Regions from separate parts of the Mus musculus genome. Here region 2 is linked to region 1. A link is a contact called in public Hi-C data. All regions are on one chromosome and are shown on one strand. The core of a region is the stretch at or near the end of the contact, and the rest is flanking DNA. Distances in the headings are between cores, read along the strand shown.

The links. A called contact is a pair of places that touch in the nucleus more often than the background predicts.
Region 2: a contact with region 1 is called in a Hi-C map of liver, with 2.7 times the contacts expected there. The contact joins two enhancer-like sites. A contact is called at or near these places in 3 of 15 datasets of contacts at CTCF or cohesin (the NIH/3T3 cell line, large pre-B cells and pro-B cells), 29 of 484 Hi-C or Micro-C datasets (B cells, CD4 T cells, DN3 thymocytes and 22 more), 7 of 115 datasets of contacts at active chromatin or transcription factors (bone marrow-derived dendritic cells, embryonic fibroblasts, embryonic stem cells and 3 more) and 1 of 9 other capture datasets (embryonic stem cells).

Annotation. Positions count from the first base shown.
Region 1 is chr19:58,064,973-58,072,868 of GRCm38.p6, forward strand. The region is part of intron 28 of Atrnl1 (attractin like 1); the gene reads left to right. Among named protein-coding and RNA genes, the nearest start is that of Mir5623, 18 kb to the left of the region's middle. Within about 2 kb of position 3,354, at least 8 of the 459 cell types and tissues checked have an H3K27ac peak or open chromatin away from gene starts, as enhancers often do. A contact at or near this core is called in liver, where this site is marked.
Region 2 is chr19:58,550,414-58,557,691 of GRCm38.p6, forward strand. It overlaps Ccdc172 (coiled-coil domain containing 172), which reads left to right. Exons shown (of 9, transcript NM_029372.3): 8 at 1,015-1,102; 9 at 2,439-2,691. The coding sequence ends at 2,501. Among named protein-coding and RNA genes, the nearest start is that of Ccdc172, 42 kb to the left of the region's middle. Within about 2 kb of position 4,733, at least 3 of the 459 cell types and tissues checked have an H3K27ac peak or open chromatin away from gene starts, as enhancers often do. A contact at or near this core is called in liver, where this site is marked.

The DNA of each region.
Region 1 (7,896 bases), core at 2,104-4,603:
CCCAAAGCACCAGAGAGTAGGAGAGTCTCCTGGGTGTGTTTTTAAATTCCTCTGCAAGATAAATGTGAACAGGGTTGAAAACAAGCCAAGCCCTCCTTTGCGGTCGGGAGTCACAAGATCCGTGATTTGAGAACTATGCTCTTTCTTCCAGTACCACCCACACCCACCCACCAACCACACCCTCTCATGTGCCAGCCCTGAGATTCTATGAGGAACCAACTTACTCCTTTTATTCAGGCTTCATTTTGACAAGTCGGTAAATACTGTTTCTTAGACGTGTGCCCTGGGATGGCTTCTGACATTTTGTTGATCAGAGTTTGGCCTGTGATCCACTCTGCTAAGCATTATGAGTTTTTGTTATCTGTGGCCCTCACTTCTCAGTGGTTACTGGCCCCCACGGACAAGGGGAGCAAGAGGGAGGTAGGGGGATCGGCTTCAGCGAGACAACTCAACCTTATTTGGGGTGAACAAGGGCCATACAGATCTTGGGGAGTGGGTGGGAATTTCCAGGGTGGATATACATTATTGGCTAGGGTGGAAATGGTTATCAGGAGAGAGGAAGATGAAACTGTAATCTGATCATAGGCTAAGTGACTTTCTTCAGATTTTTGGGGGGGGGGGCTGGGGTGGGAGTGGCTACAGGAGGGAAGGGCTGATTGGTCATGACACACTACCTAATTATCATACTTGGGAAGGGCTTAGCAGGACTTCTGTGCTGAATCATGCAGCTTGTGCAGGAAGCTCTGTACAGGGTCATCTTCTAGATAAGGTCAGACATCCGTGCTCAGAGATGCTCTCCAAGTAAGGTCAGGCAAGGAAGAGGAAGCCCCTCTAAGCAAGGGAGTCCTCCATTTTGTGCAGATCTCAGAGAGCTTATTCGGGCAGCATAATAGCAGGATCAAAACATCTGATGGGTGGGCACACACAGAAATATGCAAACATTTAATTTAATGATTGTGTTCATTTTAGTTTTATTTAAGAAAAAATATTAAAGGATTTTCAGTAATTTCATGATCAGTTAAGGGTACTAAGTCAGATGCAGAGAGCTTCAAGGCTGGCTAATAATACACCTCACTTCTGTGGACCACGGGGAGTTACTAGAGCAACAGTGTCAGAGGATAAAATGGAACAATGTAACATTGCCCCAAGGCGGGCATCCCACAGTTCTTCCAGTCTTCCTGTCTGCGTCCTCTGTGCCAACTCAGCGCCACACTGCTCCGGTAGAAGCTAAAGCTCTCTCCCACTGTGACTTCAGACGATCTGTTGATCGGCTGTGATTCACCATGTTGATGACACCCTCCCAGCAGAGTCGGAGGGCAGAAGAACCTTGCTGTTGTGGGCTGAGCATTTCCAAGCTTACAGGGACTGTCCTATTGAAAACTTATATTCCCATATCCTTCAACTTTGGGAGAGCCTGTCTCATGCAAGGAGGCTCTCTTTCCCTAGTGTCCTCCAGCCTTTGTCTTTCTTGAGTGCCATTTGGTACTGACTAGAGAAATTGGGAATATGGTGATTATCCTTAAACACATCTCCGAGAGAGCATTTCCCAAATATCAGGCACTGTTGAAGGAGGAAATCAGCCATCAACACACTTCAGGAGCACAGAGGAAATGCTGATAATACTTCTTCTATGAAGGAAAGTGCAATCCCTCCTGTAGACCGTAAATAACTCAATCTCCCGTATCTACGGAGGATAAAAACATTGATGCGAAAGGAAGAGCAGAACATGGGGCTCCTTTTTTCTTTTTCTTTTTTCTTTTTGAACTCATATTCCAGACTTGTGCAGCCTCTGAGCAGAGCATCCTGTGAATGAGAAAAGATACAGAGATACTGAGAAAGCCTTCACTGCCAGGGTTTTGATTTAATCCAATGTGAACTAAGAAAGATATTATGGATTTCGAGCTGTGACACGATATTAAAATTTAGTTTTAAGAAACTAAATTTTGCTTCCTATCCATAGAAGAAAAAAGACGGCAGGGATCAGTTATGACAAGCGCAGAGCGATCTCAGAGACTAAGGTTCTAAGACACAAAGAGGATCTTGAGCGATCTCAGAGAGTAAGGTTCTAAGACACAAAGAGGATCTCAAGGGTTTGCAGAAGGGATTATCAGGAAGTGTGTGACAGAACCAAATAAAGGTTACTAGTAATGCCTCTTATCCCCCGCCTCAGACACTGCCTATGTGCTCCTAACAAGGTTTATTAATAGCAAGGTATTCTTAAAATGGATTTATAGTATACCAGGGAGTTACTGCCAGTGGAGGCCAGAAAAGGATATCAGATCCCTTGGAACTGGAGTTACACAAGACTGTGAGTCGCTCTATGTACATGTGCTGAAAATCAAACCCAGGTCCTCTGGAAGGGCATTCCAGCACTCTTAACAACTGAGTCATCTCTCCAGCCACTGACAGCAAAGTTCTTACTATAGCTTGACTTGAGAACTCTTTTCTAGTTGAATTTTTTGGTTGTGGTTTATATTTTGAGATGGGGTCTTATCATGCAGCCTTGGCTGGCCTGGAACTCACTATGTAGTCCAGGCTGGCTTCAGAGTCACAGGGATCCACCTGTCTAGGCCACCGTACTGCTAGGAATAAGGGTGTGTGCCACTGTGTGCAGCCCCAGTTGAAAAACTGAGTGATCTGCTAGGATTGCCCTGAAGATCAGCACTGGGCATTAACTTATTCTGGGGGATGAGTCTAGGATCATGTTCAGGATCATGTTTTCCAAAAGAAATCACAAACCAAGATGTAAGTCCCGAAGAAGGAAACCGTATAAAACAATGGTAAAGAGTTGGTGATCTAAGCAGAGCTCATTCATGCACCAAGATGGGTGAAGCATATGTGCTTGTACTAAAGGTTTGCTTAGAACATTTTCTTCATTCATACATAGTCAGCACCAACTGTGTACTGCTGACCAGTGTACAAAGCTGCCTGGACTTGTCCTTTCAGAGGTTAGGGCCCTGTGCAAAAATTTTGAAGTTCAACCAGAAATTAACCAGGCTAAGACTATATTGAAGATATTGTCCAAGGAGTCGGGCAGAGATTATAAGACACTGGGATTGGTTGATGGCATTCCAGAGACATGGTAGGATCTGGACCTCAAGTCTCTTGAGTTCCTTGGCAAAACTGATTCCCTACGTCGCTAGCCTGGACAATATCAGTCTCTTAAGCCTTGAGGGCTTCAGTAGGAAGAGATCCAGTGAGAGAGACAGTTTAGAAGAGCCAGCACTGAGCATCTTGCAGTTGGGAGTGAGAATTTGGCAAACATTTTCAGAAAGGGTTGAAATGAAAGCAGATTCAAGTGTCACGTGTTCTCTGAACCCAGGGTGTGTAAGGTCAGAAAGGAGAAAACACCAGAAGGTCAGAGCTTTGGCCCTTCAATAGGAGGAGTATGGATCACTTACTCCCTGGGCGTTTTACCCTGGGGAAATACAGCTTTTCTCAGGTTTAATTTTTAACTTGCATAATAGGAAATAGACCACCTACCTCTTGGGAAAGAGTCAGAGGAGATGGTGTCTTTAGAGTGTTTAATATACCTGACAGACAGTATGTGCTCATCCCTCGAATGCTGTATTCTGCTTTGATCATACTTATCCGGGCAGTAGATACCAGAATACCCACATTCCCAGTGAATTCCCAGTCCCATAACTACCACTTCCTGTGCTGTTCAGAAGCTCAGGCCTCTTCTGATGTTTGCTCAGTTTGTGTTTTTCACAGTTACAAGTTCTCTGAAGTGAAACCTCCATATTGGTAAGATAAGGAGACTGCTCTGGAGACAGAGAAATTTGATGAATGAATGCATACTGCAGAGTCAAAGAGATCTGACAGTGATATGCACAATTAATTAATTGCTAAGATAATGTGCACTTGGAATAATTTTAAAGTGTTTTTTTTTTGTAATTTGCGTTTTTAAGTGATAGTAAATTAAATTCTAGCCTTTGCTCTGAGTGTTCTTTTAGCCATAAGTCTACTGTGTTTTAATTAGAAAACTCTCTGACAGTTCCAGGAAAGGAAACATTTTTTTCTCTGTTTAAAACATTTCTACCACTTCAGCTAAACAATTTATCCAGAATGATTTTTTTTTCTTTAAAAGGAATAGTAGACAATTAGAAAGAGAGTACAGTAAATTGTCTGCCTTGTGGATCTGAGCCAAGAGGCATACAACTTCTGTGCTCTATAAGCAATTGCAAACTGAAAAGAGAGTAACTGGTGTGTCATAATAGACTGCTCTGAGAAGCCATCACTGTAGAATGTATTTCCGGCTCTTAGAAGCCCAAGAACAAAATAGAGAAGAGAGGATCTATGTGATTGTAGCTAAGACTCAAGTTACACTGGACATCACTTTCAGTAGACGGAAGTCATTGTTGCTGTAACTAGGAATGGAGACAGCACTCTGTTACAATATAGCCTACCCCAACCCCAGAAAATCTGTAGCCAATACACATGGGCAGAGATGAGGCAGTCTGTTAACCTCCCTGAGTCTGACTAAAGAGATGGCTGTAGAAATCATACTGAGAAGACTGTAGATCTTAGACCAAAGGCATTTAAGTGATAGGGGCTGGAGAGATGGCTCAGTGGTTAAGAGCACTGTCTCCTCTTCCAGAGGTCCTGAGGTCAATTCCCAACAACTGAATGGTAGTTCATAACCATCTGTAATTGGATCCAATGCCTTCTTCTGCTGTGTCAGCAACAGAATGCTCATACAACATTAAATAAATAAATCTTTTTTTTATTTATTAATTTTATTTGTCATTCATTTTTTACACTCCATATTCCATTCCCTGCCCCTCCCCATCTACCGTCCAACTGCTCCACATCCCACACCTCCTCCCCACCCCACCCCATCTCCACATGGACGCCCCCACCCCTCACCCCACCTGACCTCTAAACTCCCTGGGGCCTCCAGTCTCTTGAGGGTTAGGTGCATTATCTCTGGATGAACACAGACCCAGAAGTCCTCTATTGTATGTGTGTTAGAGACCTCATATCAGCTGGTGCATGCTGTCTGTTTGGTGGTCCAGTGTTTGAAAGATCTCAGGGCTCTAGGTTAAGACTGCGGTTTCTCCTACAGAATCTCCCTTCCCCTCAGCTTCTTTCAGCTTCCTTAATTCAACAACAGGGGTCAGCTGCTTCTTTTCATTGTTTAGGTGCAAATATCTGTATCTGACTCTTTCAGCTGCTCGTAGGGTCTTTCAGAGGGCAATCTGTCTAACTGGCTGTCTGTATGTAGAAGAATGAAAATAGACCCATATTTGTCACCTTGTACAAAGCTCAAGTCCAAGTGGATCAAGGACCTCAGCATAAAACCAGATACACTGACTCTAATAGAAGAGAAAGTGGGAAAGAGCCTTGAACTCATTGGCATAGGGGGAAATTTCCTAAACAGAACTCCAATGGCACATGCTCTAAGATCAAGAACTGATAAATGGGAACTCATAAAACTGGAAAGCTTCTGTAAGGCAAATGACATAGTCGATAAATAAATAAATCTTTAAAAAGGAGAGAGAGAGTGCTCGCCTTTAGAGAGTGGAAGTATGAATGGGCTCAATTCAGATAGTCCAGGATGTGGTTATGTGCACATGAATGTTATATATATAAGCATGAGTCCAGAAAAGGAGAGTGATAATGAACTAGCAAAAGTCACCAGCTATATGTTAGCTGAGGGTTAACACCTCAAATATGTAAAGAGCCGAACAAATCAAACAGGTAAAAAGCAAAACAGGTAATCAATAAACAGGTAATGAGTGGAAGAGACAGCTCTCAAAAGAAGAAACACGCTGCTCAATAAATACTTCTTAAGGTATTCAGCATTCTTAGCCACCATGGATGTGCAAATTATAACAACGGTGAGATTCCATCTCACCCCAGTCCCTGTAACTATTGTCAAGAAAAAGCTGGCGACAATGTGGGGAGCGAGGAACATTTAGTCACTGCTGGTAGGAGCGGAAGCTAGCACAGCTCACAGAGGCTTCTCCAAGAGGTAAACTAAAACTATGTGACCGGGCCACACCACCCCGGGGCACACCCCAGAGGGCTCTGTCTTAGCACAGAGAGGCTTACACACGTGTTCCTGCTGCTCTGTTCACAGTAACAAGGGGATGGAATCAGCCTAGATGTCCATCAGCGGGTGAATGGTTGGTGAGCATTTGGTGTGGAGAGAGAATTTTATTCAGCCATAAAGAAAAATAAAATTATAGAATCAAGAAAATGGATGGAAATAATAATTATTATATTAAATAAGGTGACCTAGACTCAGACACTGTCACACGTTCTTCTCTCTTGCATAAGGATCTCAGCTTTAATTTTTTATATGTGGGTGTGACTATGACTGTAAGCCATGAAAATACAATGGAACCCCAAGCTGGGGAGGGGCTTTAGGAAGGAAGGGGACACCTGTGACATGACAGTGGGCAAGTGTGGGAGGGCATGGGGGGCAGGACATGGGGGTGGGACATCAGAATGTGGGCAGGCATGGGGAGACAGAACATAGGAGAAAGGATTAGAAGATGGACAGGAACAAATTATGAAAACACCACAAACCCCCATTACTCTGCCTCCTAATTTTGAAAATAAACCAAATGGTCTGGAGTAAAATGAGTTGACAGAGTATGTTGACGCTCACGTACCCTCTTGATAATATCTGGATGAGATCATTTGAGCTGCGGGAACAAAAGTACTGTTTGGCAATATTTAAATCCTATTTAATATAAGCAGTAACCAAATTTTACACAATTAACTTGAAGTATTTCAGCCAAGTGTGTATCTACACAAATGCTATCTTGGCTTAACTTCTCTCTGAAGACTTGGAGATATTTTCCCCTTGGCAGGTGGAAAGCATGTATATTTTATTTGTGTACTGAAAACTATTTAACGAGCGTGAGTGTATTCCTGAGTACTGTGCTGGGTAGCAGGCATACCTCATGAAAAGGACGCTTACCATCTTGAGTGGGGAACAGGCAGGGAGGGGTGAGATACTTAGTGCTGGAGGACCCTTCCCTTCTAAGTGGACCCACTGTGCTGGAGGTTGGAGGTGCCACAGGGCCACACCTCAGTCAGGTGGTGCAGATCTAGTTTGAAGACCATTTATGTGCAATTCTGATGTGCAGAAGAAATGGAAGACCCTTGCATTGCAAGATGCCATTCTGCCAAATGCCAAATCAATTTCAGATCTTGCTGGCCACATTAGAAACATGAAATTCATTCTGGCCCATGACATACATGCTGATTCATATTCATTCATTCTCTCTCTCTCTCTCTCTCTCTCTCTTTCTCTCTCTCTCTTTTTCTCTCTCTCCCTGTCTATCTCTCTGTCTCAAATCTTAATCTTAAGGACAGCTTTATTAGTGTTTAGAAGAAAAACTCCCAGGGCAGGCAAGCTGTAAATCTCAACAGCTGCACACATGGAGAATAGGAAGAGAAAGAACTGTGCTATTTTCAAATGATCGTGTGGTGAGAGGGGACAGATCGCTTCTGAGGACAATAAAAATGCCCAGAGTAACAGAGAACACATACTTAGGCTCTGGCTAGTATCGGAAAGAGACAAAAAGAAAAAAAGAAAAAGAAAGGAGACAATTACATTCTGAGTCAGGACTCAGAAAGTGGCAAGTCCTAGCCAAACCCCATGGCAGCGCTATAGGACTGCAAACACTAGAGGGCAGAGTTCTTATAGGGAAAAAAGTGCATTATCTCATTTAAAGGATAACATATTCTTCCTCCTCCTCCTCTCTCTCTCATTTATTTATTAATTTATTTTTTTACACTTCACATTTTATCTCCCCTGCCCTCCACCCCCTCATCCACCCTCGGACTATTCCACATCCAGCATGGCTTAGGGTGAGTTCCTGCTGAGGGAAAGCACACCTTCTATTTTTAAGATAGAGTCTCTGGCTGAAGGTCAAG
Region 2 (7,278 bases), core at 3,483-5,982, 490 kb after region 1:
TGTTTTTTGTTGAATTGTAGTTCTTTCAGATTTAGATATTGCCTGCTTCTTGCATCTGCTGATTGTACTAGATTTTCTTACTGGTGTGCTTGGTGATGTTTACTGCAAGTTTGTTGTTTACTGTGCATCTGTGGAAGCCCCATGGGTCTGAGTGTGGATAGGCTGCCCTCAAAGAGGACTTCCAGTAGCTGTTGTTGGCTCACAGGGAGAAAAGCTGATCTAAGCACCTTTTCCTTGAGGGTTGGGGCTTGGCCAAGGGTGAGGTGACTGTATCTGTCATCTTGTCGCAGCTGAGTTGCTTAGCCTGATGAGAGCATTCTTGCTTGTGGCCTCTGCCCTCAGATTCACACAAACCAGGTAGAGCCAGGCCTCATGTTTCACCCCTTGCTACAGCCTAGGGCTTTGGCTGATGTTTTTCTTTGTGGGATAAAACCATTAGTCATTTCTCAAGATGGAAGAGAGCTTCTTTCCTAATCTCCACATTGAATTCAGACAAAAATAATCTTTATATTCAATAAGTTATTCAAAAATTTAAAGATACAATTGGTAAAAATAAAATCTAATGTTTCATTCCAGACTCATACAGTGTAATTATATATGTATTATATGTTGTCTTTCATTTTAGAGCAAAAACAAATGTCACAAGTAATTTCTTTACTTAAGTTTCGTATTAGGATCCGGGAAGCCAATGACTCACCCATGTGTTTAGCTCCTCAGGAGAACTACTCAAAAGTCTTTAGACAGAATTCTGCCCTCGTCACATTAACCCACCAGGACTTCTTACATTACTGTGACTTATCTGTGATTTATTTTCTGCCTTATTTTTAAAGGAAGTTTCTTTTCAAAATTTTATGTAGTTTATATAGAATCATAGAGTAAATTTTTCTAAATACTTTGGGTTTTTAACTTGAATCCTGATTTTTTTTTGAGAATACAAACCTGACACTCTGTATGTAATAAAATTATTGTAAAAGTTTAGTATCAAACTAATGGAGCGATTTTCCCTTAAGACAGGCTTAAAAGGGAGTTAGATCTGTATAAAGCAGAAGACATGGAAAGTGTCTACAGAGCTCTCCAAGCAGAAGTAGACCTCCTGGAGTTGGTAAGCCCCTGCTGCTCTCTTCCCCTCTCTCCAGCAGTCTCTGCTGCTGCGAAGCCAGGCTTTACCTAGGGCATTGCACCTCTGCAAAACCCCACAAGCAAGGGAGTGAAAGCAAAGTCAGGATGTAAACTGTAAGGTGTTGTAAGGTGTTTTAAACTCCTGGAGGGGCAGCACCATGTCACCAAGGAAAGCAGGATGGCTTCATGCTGAGTTCTAACCCATCCAACCTCCCATCCTTCCACTGAGACAGTTCTGCCCTGGTGTCTAAGGCTTGGTCACCTCAGCTTCTAGCAGGCGTGAACCATGCTGACTACATCTAATCCCGAGCTTTCTACTACAGCCCACCATGATCTTAGAGCTGTAGGTGTTCAGGTTCTGTGAGAGCTCTGCCTGTAACTAAGGTAGAGATGAGAGCAGGGTTTGCTATAGTGTATCTTAATGGTTTAGAGGGTGTTATATACTCTTAAGCATTTGCTTGTTTAAACTGTTAGAATTATGTTTTGTTTCATAATTTCTACAAGAACTTTGGAAAACCTGAGTCAAAAATCCTCAGAATTATTGCTGTACTAAATTTAGGTAAATGTGTTATGGTCTCTTTAAAAAATGAGTGTAGGTTGGCTATGTAGCTGGGTAGTTGTACATTCATCTAGCATGTCCGTGACCCTGGGCTGAGAAACAGCACATCAGAGTGTGCTGTCCCTTAACAGATGCATGCACATCAGAATGTGCTGTCCCTTACAGATATGTCAGAGTGTGCTGTCCCTTACAAATGTGTGCACATCAGAGTGCACTGTCCCTTACAGATGTGTGCACAACAGAGTGTGCTGTCCCTTATAGATGTGTGCACATCAGAGTGCACTGTCCCTTACAGATGTGTCAGAGTGTGCTGTCCCTTACAAATGTGTGCACATCAGAGTGTGCTGTCCCTTACAGATGTGTGCACAACAGAGTACACTGTCCCTTATAGATGTGTCCACATCAGAGTGTTCTGTCCTTACAGATGTGTGCACATCAGAGTGCACTGTCCCTTACAGATGTGTGTGCACATCAGTGTGCTGTCCCTTACAGATGTGTGCACATTAGAGTGCTGTCCCTTACAGATGTATGCACATCAGAGTGTGCTGTCCCTTAAAGATGTGTGTCCACATCAGAGTGTGCTGTCCCTTACAGATGTGTGTGCACATCAGAGTGTGCTGTCCCTTACAGATGTGTGCACATCAGAGTGCACTGTCCCTTTCAGATGTGTATGCACATCAGAGTGTGCTGTCCCTTATAGATGTTTGCACATCAGAGTATGCTGTCCCTTACAGATGTGTTCTGCATGTTTACTTTTTAGGCACTGGCACCAAAGGATCCCCAGGACAGTAACTCCTTGAGTCATGAGCCACCCCACACTTGAGCATCAGAGAACCACACATGAGTGGAGCCTGTAGAGCTGATCTCTACGTGAACATGAGGATCAGGCAGTGCAGAGGAGTGATGACTCTATTGCATAATACATTTTATCTTGTTACCTAAGAGGTCCTTGTACAGTTTCTAAGGGGAGAGAAAGAAGAAGATACTAAACTCCAGATTTAAGTTGGTCTGTCCTTTCTGATCTGCCTGTCTCATTTTTTACTGTAGCTTACCTTACATCCTGTCAAACATACACAGAAAGAAGTGTTCAGATTATTGATTCAATTTTGTTGGTGCCATTTCTGCCAGGGAAGAGTGCTTACTTTGATTTTATTCTTTCTTCAATCATCAAATGTCTGTCAACAGCGATCATTTGAGGCCTTTCATTCCTGTGTGTGTCTACAGAACTTCACAGTGTGAGGCATCTCCAGGCAGCCATTCCCCACTGGTTCCTGTGCCCACCACTTCTTCTCCAAATGACAGCCTTGGTTGGGAATAAGGAAGTTCTTCAGTTGGTGGGCAGGGGGGCATGGAATGTCCAGCATTGTGCACTGTCCCGCTTCCAGATCGGGTATTTTCACTAGGATTGGAGCTGTTGTGTTTTCACTAGTGGTTCACTAGGATTGGAGCTGTTGTATTTTCACTAGTGTTTTGCTAGGATTGGAGCTGTTTAGTCAGGGCCTAGACGAGGCTAGGTGGGAGGATCTTGTGTCAGAATTGTTAAGTTTTGATGTTGGAGCCATGTTCCTTTGAATTTGTTTAGTGAGCTGCCTCACATGACCAGTTCAGAAATGTCTCAGATCCATTTGGGTTAAAGTAGAGTGCCAAGGCTTTAATTTCAGAGCAAGTATTACTTTGCCACAACTATTTTTGTAATTGTTGTTGTATATTCTTAGTTTTGAAAAAAAAAATGGGAAACTTGCATTTATGGGCCAAGGCACTAGAATCTTAGGTCTGTGACTATTATATAATGTTAATGAGCTGAGAGTATCTAAGTACACACATCTTTCCACTCAGCCATTTGTGCACATGGCTGGGTCTAGAATGAAACTCTGGTGTGGACTGTGGGTGCCCTGTTGTGCACGCATACAGAATACCACCACTTATATGACTGTCATCTGCTAGCGTGCCGTATGGACCTGTAGGTAGAAATTTAGTGACAGCAGCAGGAACAGTGTGAGCTGAGCATGGGAGAAGGACTGAGACTTGGTGTTTCTACTATTTAAAATGAAAGAAATAACTCAAGATTTAAGCCACTGTTCACGTCATCAAAGGTATGATGTGCACTGTGTGGGAGAGCCACACAGTACTAACCATGTGACTGGCTGTGTTTACGGGACAGGTTCTGTGAAGAGGAGGAAACAGCAGGTAGCAGCCATGGGTTAAAACCGAGCTGTTCCCACTGGCTTGGGTCTTCAGTTGTTGCTTTCTTCTCCTTCCCCGTGTGTGTCAGTCATAAAACTCTTGGAAGGACAATGAACTGAAATTGTGTGCATATAAATACGTCACAGACTGAATTTAATTACTCTGGAAGTGAGACAGCGTCTATAGAGAGAGACAGTTTGTGAGCAAGTGAGTAGTACATAAATTCATTCAATTGGTTGTGCATTTAGTCATGAGCAGAGTGCCACTAACCCATGTGATCCCAACGCCACGCCTGCACAGCCTGCCATGCCGTCGTGGATCTTTAATGCCACCCTACTTCTTTTCAAAAAGCAATTTCTAATTTTTACCTCTATTGGAGACTATTAGAATGCATAGCTTGGTACATATTCTCTTGTTGACTAATGAAGCCACTTGGCTAGAGAAAAAATAGCAGTAAAATCATAGGATGTGGAGTAAACCCTAGTGGAGACTCCATCCTCTTCTTAGACCTTACTGTTGATAGGTGGGGCAATGCCAGACATGGCTGCCTCCCCAGTGGTTTGTTCAGAATAAATTGTTTTTGGTAAAAGATAAAGAGCATTTGCCTGCCTGCCTGCCTGCCTGCCTGCCTGCCTGCCTGCCTGCCTGCCTGCCTGGCTTTTCTTGGAACTTGTACAACTAGGATGAGATTTTAAAAGCCTAAAAGAAGGTTGGGGTTATTGCATTATAATCAATTAGGACCAGGAAACAGACTGAGGTGGGGTTGGTCCCTCCTGTGGAATGGGAGCTCTGCTGTGAATGACCCATGGAGTCTCTTACCAGATGGGCATGCTGGGTGCTTACAGATGGACAGACAGCACACACTGGCCCAGCCCCTTCTCAGCTTTGGCTGAGGACAAAGTCCTTTTCTATTTTGCAGTGATCAATCATAACTAACTACGTCACACTGTGATGAACAATTTGTTTATTTGCAGTCCAGAAACCATGATTGCAGTTCAGGAGCGTGATCAGCAATGAAGGAGACACTTGGGGGGGTTGAGGGGGGAGGCAAGGAGGGTAAGATGCTCTGTCTTAAATGTCTATTGTGGTATAAATTTGAACTGTGACATTGGTCAGCACCTAGCGAACCTTCAGCACTCAGAGTTGGTCTATTTTAGGTGGGCTTCCATGCTTGCTTGTTCTGCCTCTCTTCTGTCTTTGTCATTTGAAAAAAAAAAATGTAAGTTCGACTCTCAGAATCCAGTTCAGAACATTTCCTGTCAAGGGCATTTTTTTTTTTTTTCAGGATGTGAACTAAAAGTGAAAAATATCTCATGTCATTAGCCTGGAGCAGGGATTAAGTTGTAGAGGTGTGTGCCCCTTTTATCTTAATACAACAGGTTTTGTTTTATTTTATTTTATTTTTAATGTAAGAATGAAGCAGAGTTATCTCTGAAAACATTTGAGGTAGGAATGCAGAGTTAGCTGACTTTGTACTTTGTAAATATTGTATTTTAAAGTTACATGGCCTGTTTTGGCTTCATCTAAGAGTCAAATGATCGTACTGGAGATTCAGCTTCATTTTCTTATTAATTCACTCAGGATATGAGATAAATAATACTGACACGACACTGACTAATAATCCATGAAGGATGTTGTATTAGGCCCCCTCCCCCATACAGGAGAAGGAAGATTTACTATTGGTTGTTGGTGGAGGCTCCTGTTTATTAAACATGAGGACAACCTGCACAAGGTAGCGCGTGTTAGGAGAGCTGGCTTTCTTTGACTGGAAGAAGAAGGAACACACAGCAAAGACAGGCTGGCCTGGTTGTGGAGTGTGCTCCCAGCTGCTGCCATGGGAAGTACCGAGCTGTTGGAATTGAGTGCTTATTTAAACAACTGCTTCTAATACATAGCAAATTTATCTTTAAAAAGCCTTTATAAAATCAACAGCACCAGAATTCAGATGTTGGGGAAAATAAAGAGCAAGTGAAATGTGAAATTAATAGCGATGACTGACATAGAGCCATTCTCAGGCACAGGAAGCAGGAGAAATGCTTTTGTTTTTCTCTTTACAGCCAGAAGAGCTCCACTCCTCTCATAATTCTAAGTTCATTATTTTCATACTTGTAATAAATTGCCATCCTAATTAGTTGGTAAATAAAGTCTTGTTCAAATAAAACCCTCTTAATCTCCATCTAATAGATGCAAATACAACACTAATGAGTACTTCTGGATCCAGCTTTGTGGTTGCTAAAGCCACCATTGTACTGCCATTGTTGGAACAGTTTCTGTGGGTGTTGGATAAGAAGCCCCTACAGTGTGAGCTAAGGGGGTGGGGCACAGGGCCAGTGCTGTAGAAGTTCTAAATCCAGCACCAGTCAAAGTTTGCAGAGCATGGAGATTATATTCCCAGGAGCATCTTTAACCAGAGGCATCAGCAGGCTTTAGAGTGCCCAGGTGCATGGCAAGCGTCTTCACAGGCTTTGCAGAAAGGGTTGAGGCCTGAGTTAACGGTCTTATTAGTGTGAGGTCACCAAGAGCTATAGTAGGCTCTTTATTTACACTTCAGTTGCTCAGACTCCAGTGATAACACCTCAAAGAGTATTGGTTTTGAATTTTTGCTTGGAATTAAAAATCTACACAACAGCCATTGTCAGAGAGATTTGAAAATTATTTAGATAAGCCTTTGATTCTAGAAATCATGGAATTAGTCACGATCAGCAAATAGGAGTTTCACATAACTGAGACTGTCTTCTTCTTGTCCCAGATAAGAAAGGGTCCTCAGTACAGAGCAGGCTGGAATGCTTACGAGAATTTGACCTGAGAATCTCTTGGAAACAATACCTACCCATCCTTCTTTGTTAGCCTTTGTACAGATGTGTGTGTTAGCATTGCCGTGTGGTCACTGATATGTCCCAAGGGATGGTAACGTCCGTGCGGGAGGTCCTCACCCTTGCCAGTCTGCTAAGGCAGGAGTGCAGACTCACACACCTTCCAGAAGGGATGCATGCAGAAGAATCAGCTGACCTCACTGAAGCGTCCCTGCTTAGTCCAGCTTCCCCACTTACATTCTGCTCTCTGTCTGTCTTGCAAGCCTCGCCCATCCTAGCTCCAGGCCTGCCCTACTCCTCTTTGCATCCTCTTCTTCAGCTTCATGGGCTGGCTCTGTGTTCTCCAAATTGAACCAACCTGTTCTGGCCTTGGGGACACCTCATGAGCTGTTCTGTGCTTGGAGTGCTTCCCATCACCCATCCCTGTTCGGCACCAACTTCTGTCAGTCAAGTGTCAGATGATATATCACCCCACAGGGATGGCTTCCTTCAGACAGTCTTACATTTCTGTATAGTTGTTATGGCTGAAACTCCTGCTATAGATGCCTGTGCTCTGGGCTTGGAAGATGGTGGACCGTAGGTGGTGAAGCCTTTCTAGAGAAA